Linked DNA regions of Rattus norvegicus: region 1 is linked to region 2. A link is a contact called in public Hi-C data. All regions are on one chromosome and are shown on one strand. The core of a region is the stretch at or near the end of the contact, and the rest is flanking DNA. Distances in the headings are between cores, read along the strand shown. Region 1 holds the start of Zfp422 (zinc finger protein 422). Region 2 holds the start of Zfand4 (zinc finger AN1-type containing 4).

The links. A called contact is a pair of places that touch in the nucleus more often than the background predicts.
Region 1: a Hi-C map of Schwann cells shows a contact between it and region 2, with 2.6 times the contacts expected there. The contact joins the promoter of Zfp422 here to the promoter of Zfand4 in region 2. A contact is called at or near these places in 2 of 12 Hi-C or Micro-C datasets (the A7r5 cell line and Schwann cells).

Annotation. Positions count from the first base shown.
Region 1 is chr4:151,560,077-151,564,160 of GRCr8, reverse strand. It overlaps Zfp422 (zinc finger protein 422), which reads left to right and starts at 1,722. Exons shown (of 2, transcript NM_001012745.1): 1 at 1,722-1,926; 2 at 3,734-4,084. The coding sequence starts at 3,828.
Region 2 is chr4:150,997,293-151,001,339 of GRCr8, reverse strand. It overlaps Zfand4 (zinc finger AN1-type containing 4), which reads right to left and starts at 1,484. Exons shown (of 10, transcript NM_173332.3): 1 at 1,391-1,484. Washc2c (WASH complex subunit 2C) reads right to left here. Exons shown (of 31, transcript NM_199207.2): 31 at 3,039-3,362. The coding sequence ends at 3,223.

The sequences.
Region 1 (4,084 bases), core at 473-2,972, 560 kb before region 2:
TTAGTTGGTGAGGAAATATATCCAGCCAAGACCCCTAGATGGTAACAGAAAGGTTGTTTGTAAGTCTAGAGTGGGGAAAATGTGACAAGAATGACACTGGGGATTTTTGGCTTGAGCAGCTAGAGTGATGGCATGGCTGTCAACAGCTGTGTGAAGACTACTCAGGGATGGAATGTTTGGTCTATCAAATTCATTGAACATTCAAACAGGGAACTCAGGCAAGTGGATATATGAACCTGGAATTCTGGAGTGCTGTATCTTTCAATGTAAAACCTCAGCTCTTACTTCAGATGGGACAAGAGAGTTTATTCTGGGACCAAGTATAAATGACCATGGTCTGGAAACGGATTTAGGTTGCCTCACATCCCAGGCCCCAACATGGAAGCAGTTTCGTGAAGTTTTGTAGTAATAGATTAAAGAAAGTTATATATCAAGACACTTTGAAACACGCCAGTGGCAGCATGGAGTGGGTGGTTACAGCAATGTGAAGGAACCCCAGCTGCAGGCCTCTGCCTATCAAATGACTCTTGGACTTCTTATTGTAGAAAAGTCAGTTTTGTTAAATTAACACATCCCCAAACCTATTTTTACCTATCAGTCACAGGATGTTGAGTCTGACAGAAGTGGGCTAAGTAGTGGTTATTTTGGTGGCTAAAGATACCTCAAAACGTGTTGTAACTGGGCTCCGGACCTGCAACATTCCAACACAGAATGAACCACAGAAGTTCACTTATCTGTCCAGCCCCGCAGACGATGCAGCTTCTTGGTGGGAAGTTGCATTTATAGATACCAGGATCAGTGGTTGCCTGTGGGGGAGTCAGCAGCAATGTGACAAACCCGAAGCCATTAGACTGGAAGGACTCTCCCCTGGGAAGGAGGTAAATGTGTGCCTTTCCAAAACTGAGTTGTTCACTCGAATTGTGAACGTGAGTAAACTTCCTCTCCAAGCTGGGGTTCCTGCCCAGTATACCGAATGCATTCATTTTCCCCTGATGGGAGTGACTGATTCAAAACCACAGCCCTCACTTCAAAGTCATAAGAGGTTTCTTTTGTTTTTTGTTTTTTGTTTTGTTTTTTGTTTTTTTATTCTGGATCCAAACACGAGTGACCATGGCCCAGGGAACACAGATTTAGATTACCCAAACTCCACCTTTCAACCTGCAACTGGTTTCATGAAAATTTGACAGTAACAGAACAAAGAAAGCCATAAATCGAGATACTTTTAAATACATTGCAGAGAAGTGGGTTTAGACATCTGAGCTGTAAATGTTATCTAATATAGTATTATTCTTAGCCTCTTGATTGGAGAATGGGATTTTGTGTAATGCATTCCAAAGGTGTTTTATCTAACAGGAAGTTCCACGTCCTTCCGCATAAGTGGACAAAGAACGAATGCAGCCCGAGATGAATAGTAATTACCCTCTGGACCTGGGACATCCCAACCTTTCTTCACCACTGTCATTTTAATCAGTCAGCCTGTGCGGACAATGTCTTTCAGAACTTCATTCACGGGACTTTTTAGTGGTATAATTTAAAAAAAAAGACAAAAACAAACAAACAAAAAACATGAATTACACCTTAGGCTGATGTTCTTTCTTTATACTAGATACTCAGCACTAAGAATGCAATTTACAAGTTGGACGGGCTAGCTTGGGGGGTGGGGAGAATCTAACAAAGGCCAATTTCTGTGTAGCTCGACCGGAATAGAAAGAGAGCGGGTACTTGGCCTTGCGGTCCGTGGGTCTGCCTTCTGAGTGGTAAGCGAGGAATACAAAAGGACCGCCTAAAGAAGCCGCAGGACTCGGTGGGCTGGGCTGGGGACCATAGAGGGTCTCTCCGCCTCTTCCTAGAGCGGCCCGCAGCTCCGCTAGGAGCTCGCACTTCCGGCGGGCGAGGCGGGAGGCGAGCACCGTGGCGGCCTGCACGGTGAGTGCGCCAGGCCTGCGGGTCGGCCTGGACCGGTGTGGGGTCGGGCTGCGGCGCTTCACGGAGCCGGGCGGGCGGCCTCGGCCTGGGGTCAGTCTCGGCCTGAGCGCCTCGGCTCGCTGCGGAGAAAGACTCCATTGTACGACTGCGTAGGCTGCACCGGGCCATTGTGAGCGACTTGGAGGGAGCCGGGGAGGCTTTGTTGCTCTGGTAAATGGGTGAGAAAGCAGGTGCATGCCAGTTAGACGGGTTCCCCGTACTGGAGCTCCATTACCCAGCTTTACGGAGCCTCCTTTCTATTGAGGACCTCTATCAGAAAACCGGACTTGGCGTTCAGAGGAGGGGGGCGATGGCCACCTCCCCCGTCCCATCCCCCCTCCCCGAGTTCGGACAGGCCCGGAGGCGGCTCCTGGGTTGGGACGGGTGTGTTAAAGGAGCTTTGTGCTTGTGTTTACAAATCCACAAACGGAGGCAAAAGCATAAAGCTGTATAAAATTCTACTTGTAAGTTTGACTATTTCATCCATAGGTAGATTTCATAATCCATCAGTTTCCAACCAGTCGTGAGTTCCTCGGTATTTAAAAAGATGTGCTTGAAAGTGTATGATTACCATTATAGCTGTTTATTGAGTACCAGGTACCCCACACACCGTCTTCTGTTTAGTGCGATTGTACCTAACACAACGGTCCGTACGTAACGGGGACGGTTAATGGGCAGGTATTACTCTAGATCTGTGTTATACGCAGTTTGCCCTTTCTCTTGCTGCAGTTACAGCAGATAGAATTATTAAACACCCCGGAAAAGTTCCTGAGCACTCTTATGCTTGGAGAGTTATTATACAACAAAATCAAGAAGAAGAAGAAAAAGACAAGAAACGTGTCATTTGTGTTTTTATTTACTACCTTTAAATGCTTGTATGCAAGGAAACTCAGGACAGTTACTGATTGCTCGTAGGGTAGGTTAAGTAGCCTACAACACTGAAAGTCCACTAACAGTTTGGCTTTGCAGCCCTGAACACCTCCCACGCTGTCACCTATTTGTGTGTGTGTGTGTGTGTGTGTGTGTGTGTGTGTGTGTGTGTGTGTGTGTAAGGGGTTGTTTTGACAGCCTCCAGACAACCTTAAATGTAAACAAATACAATTAATGTAAAACTTTTGATTGCTCTTTTCTTCTTGGTGTAGTGTAGTCTTAGAAATAGAATAAAACATTTCTTCAGAGTTTTCTCACCTAGTATTTTCTGAATAAAACTCTTTGGAAACTTTTACTTTTTTTTTTTTTTTTACTGATTAGCTTCTATTTTTTGACACAGTTTTCTAGGTTATCATCTACAGAAATAGCCAAACAAATAAGAATAAATAGAATCTAATCCCTCATTTCCTTTGAATTTGAATGTCTTAGCAGCTGTTAAATGAGAAGTGTAGCACAGTCGATGTGGACATGAGATGCTGTGTGGCAAAGAGTTTGATCGGCTTTTGCAGTTATTTTTCTATTCCCTCTAAGCCTTTATCTTGCTTTTACTTCTTAGTCCTTCAAAAATACCCTCTGTGGCTGCTCCGGAACACATCTGTGTTATCTTCATCTTCTCTTTTGCCTGTCCAAACTCAGTAAGATTGCAAATTGATGATGTTATTTATTAAGCTTAACTTCTGGAGTTAGAATTCCCTAACAAGCATTTGTCTCTTAAAAGTGCGCTCATTTCCTTTGTACTAGGTGTGCTTTGATTTAAATGTGGATGCAGTTTTGACAGATCGAAGAGGTGTTAATGTTGAATTAACGGTTGATCTGTATTTTTCTTTTTCTTCTACAGAAAATTCTGAGTTGCGTTACTCTAGGATATGAGACCTTAGTTCAGAAGTTCAGAAGACAGTACAATCTCTTGTCAGTACATTTGGCTGCTCACCATGAGGTTAGGAAAGCCTAAGGGGGGTATTTCTCGAAGTGCAAGCCAAGGAAAAACCTATGAGAGCAAGCGCAAGACAGCCCGCCAGCGACAGAAATGGGGGGTGGCCATTCGCTTCGACTCAGGGTTAAGTAGACGGAGAAGAAACGTGGATGAGAAGCCTTACAAATGTACTAAATGTTCTAAGAGTTTCAGTCAGAGCTCCACTCTTTTTCAGCACAAGAAGATCCACACTGGGAAGAAATCCCATAAATGTGC
Region 2 (4,047 bases), core at 235-2,734:
GTAGTTCTAATATAAAACATTCCTAGGAAGCTTGAATTATGCAGAGAGCTAATGCTCCAATGCCATAGCAGTAAGAAACGCTGTTGCTGAGGGCACAGTTCTGAGTGGAGTTCTAGGACATGGGAAATCATGAGAAACCAACAGCAGCAGCAGCACAACAACTGTGCTGCCAGGACTGTGGGTCGGAGTTGCAAGTACACTATGGAAACAGTGGCACTGTCTGGATTTCACTACTTACCCTTACACACTCAGAGTCAATGTGAAGCGTGGTGATACTTTTCTAGCACATATTAGGCCCTGGGACCCAATCTGCAATTTCACAAAACAAAACAAAACCCCCAGCATTATAAAAAGAAAACAAAACAAAACAAAACAGCAGTACAGTGAAATAGCCACAGGTAACATACAGATTTTCTCAATGCACAGATCTGAAATGAAAATAAAGTGACTATAGATAGAAGGAAATCAGTGTTGCAGTAGGTACATTATCGATGGCGTGGGAACTTCCACATTAAGATTGGTTCCAGTCAGTGGGATAATTTTCAATACACAAAAAGGGCCGAGGATGGTAACCGTAACTGAAAACAATTGTGTTACACTTCTCAGCAAAGGAAATCAATGTAACAAGATAAAAGGCTGTGCAGGTGGCCTAAACCACAGCAGAATACTACAAGGCCAAGCGGAAGTTCAAGTGGGCCAATGACCTAGTGTACCGCGGCAAGCATGCTCAAAGTGGCCCGTGGTCCTCATGAATGAGCACCAGAAAACCAAGGACAATGAAAACATAAGAGTGATATGAAATTATATAAGTAAATAAAACGATGCTTAAATTGATAAGTTAACTTAAAAACTGGGAAAGAAAAACCAAAGTGAATTTCAAACATTTCTTTCATCTTTTTAAATTTCTAAACCTAACCAATCACAAAAGCGGCAATAACTTCACTCAAGGAGTAATTTCAGTACCTTGGACTTGGTTCCTTCTCGTCCACAGAAACTTAGTCACACGACGAGTTAGTTTTTAAAATTTTCCCCCAACATAAATATACCCACAATATATTGCAGCCTTTTTAAAAGGTGACTCTTGAACTTTTACAGATGCGTGAAAATCGAGCTTCAGATTGGAGTCACACTCTAGCCTGGGACTGATGCACAAGTGCCGGTGTGCTGCTACACTCAGACCCAAAGTCCGGTCAGCAGCACCCGGAGCCACGGGCGCGACCGGTTTGTCTGTGAGTCCTGAGTCCGTAGGCAGAGAAGCGTGGAGGGTGTGACCAGGCTGCAATTGAGGCGGGCGTACCTCTCCTGCCTGCCAGGGCAGCGAAGGAGCAGGAGGCCTTTCAGCCGCCCGCCCTCCCGGCCGCGCCCCGCCCCGCCCCGCCGCGCCCCTCACCCGCTCGCCCTCCGGTGGTCGCGTCCGCCCGCTCGCTCGCTCGCCTGCCCGCAGGCCGATAGGAGTGCGCGCGCCCGAGACGCCGGCCGACGCTGGCCCGCGAAGCTCCGGCCCCGCCCTTTGTGACACCGCTCACCAATCGCCGATCAGCGCTGCCGACGCCCTCCAATCAGCCCGCGAGGGGCGGGTCCTAGCCTTCGGACGCTGGCGGTTGCTCGGACGCCCGGGTAGCACGGGCGTTCAGGAAGGGTTGTCGGTTAGAAGAGGCCCGGATGTTGACTCTTTATTACTAGTGGCAGTACCCGTCTGGGGCAAGGCAGCAGAACTGGAGACGGGCCACAGTATCTGGGAAGAGCCGGCGCCAAAGAGGAGGGCCTTGGCTGGGGCACTTCTAAGGTTCTTTGGGGATAGGAGGGTCCTTGGCATTTGCGATCCACTCATGACCTTTCCAGAGCCTAGTACACTTATAAGGACGTCCAGGCTAGTCACCCCTTTCTGTGCTCCACGTTCTCCTAATATTTCTGACTCAATTGTGTGATCTGCAAAATGGGGACATTCATGACTTGTTTATAAGAGTTTGTGACTTTCTTTATGCCTCTTGCATATACTGAGCAAATACTGAAGATTATTAGTCACACAGGTAGCACCCTGGCCTCAAATCCTAGCATGCTTTTGCTGTGCACCGAGTTGCTGAAGTGGGATATAACACTACTGGCTTTTTATTATATATGCCGTCCATATAGGTTAGACCCTATTGCTTCATTCCCTTCACAGGTAGTTCAACTCAAGTGTTTTACTAGGTGGACTGCAGAATAGGACCATGAAACCTCTCCCTCGAAGTCAACTTGTGAAAGAACCCTGGCCCCGATCAGTCTTCTCACCCTCCCATTATCCTCAGACTTGAGCCACTAGTTTCAACAACTCACTATTGAGGTGGGTGGTACAGTGAGGCCCTGGGCTTTTGTCATCCTCTTGCTCTTAAACACAGCCCATGATTGGGCTTGTAACTTGAAGCTCTACTGAGGACAGAGCCATCGTATGGTAACACAAACAAGAGAACAGGGTAACAGTGCCTGCGCTGGAAATCGTGGTTACAAATAACTCAGAGCAGAGGCTCTAGCATCCAGTGGATGAGCTTAGATGTTTTAGCCTCTCCTTTAAGTTCCATTACCTCATCAAGTCATATCACTGTCGTAACCTACCATTGTAAGGGGCAGACAGAGGAGGACAAAAGCTAAGAAAGGCAAAAATTTGCCTACAATTAAGCCATCCCATTTCCTGCAAGTACTCAACTCCGACTTAGGTAGCCTGAATACAGCTGGATAATGTAGCCATGATGGAATGGCTGTGTTCCAATAAAATTTCTTTACAATATCAAGACAGCAGAGGACCACAGTTCCCTTTAGAAGACTGCAGCCCCATCTTTGGGATTCAGTAGAAAGTTCTCCTGGGCTTAGAACCTTTCACCTCCTTTTTCACCTGCCTAGACCATCACAGCACTCAGAACACCAACACAGCAAAACCTTTGAGTCAGCTGTCTGACAGCTGCTCGCTCTGCATTCCTTGCCCACGTGTGAAGCCACAAAGCGATTTCTTCTGGTAGCATGCCCTTCTGTGCACTCTTATTAAGTAAAAACAAACCACTATGAAGCGTTTATTTTTTATTTGTAATTTTAAGCATAATTAAAATCAATGCAGAAAAATATTAGCTACATTGGGTAAAAGTAGTGATTGTTGCAGTATTTGCCTGTAATCCAGTGAAGACGGTGTAGGAAACAGCATCACTAAATGAAAGACAGAATGGAGGGTGAACTGCGAAGGTCCTGCATGCTCTACTGGCTTCCAAAGGCATTCAGAGGGTCATCAAAAATGTTGGACACTTGGTTCTCAGACCTTAATTCAGATGCTGCCTCAGCAGATTGGCTTTTGGGTTTAGATGCTTTAGCCTGGAGGCCAGAGGAGAAAATATCATCTTTAAAAAGAAAAAAAGAAAGCTGTTAAGACAGGCAAATGGGAATCTGAGACACATGCTCACAAACTGCCAAAAGCCCAAGTCTAATAACACAGAGCACAGAAACTCTTAGATTCTGGCCCTGGCTCAGTCGGTGGCACCCAACTTTTATGACATGAACATCAGGTTCTTTCTGAACCTAAGCTGCTAGCTACGTACAAGTGCAAGTGTATGTACTTGACGTCGGAAGCAGGAGGGTGGACTGGCTCTCCACCGCAGCAGGGGCCTCACCACCTGCAACTGCTTCCTACCTTCTTTCCACTCTGGGTTTTAAGAAGAGTTAGAATGTACACAGAGAAAGCCGATGTAGGATGCTCGCAGAGGACAATCACTTGTCACACATCTCAACGGTAAGAATGAAGTCTGACTCCATGTTAGTGCTCAGACTCTAAAGCTTGTCTTACTATGCTGCTTGCCAAGTAACTCTATTGGGAGGACTCTACTGCATCAAATTCATCCTGTGTCCATAATGCTAAAGACCATGGCACTGTCTAAAACAAACTAGAAACCATCCAGACTGTCAATACGCTAATGGCTAACGCAAAGCAGTATTACTCAAAACACTGAAATAAAAGGAAATTTCCATGTAAGAACATAGAAAAATATTTAAAATATGACTAGAAGTAGGACAGGTATACTTGTTTAC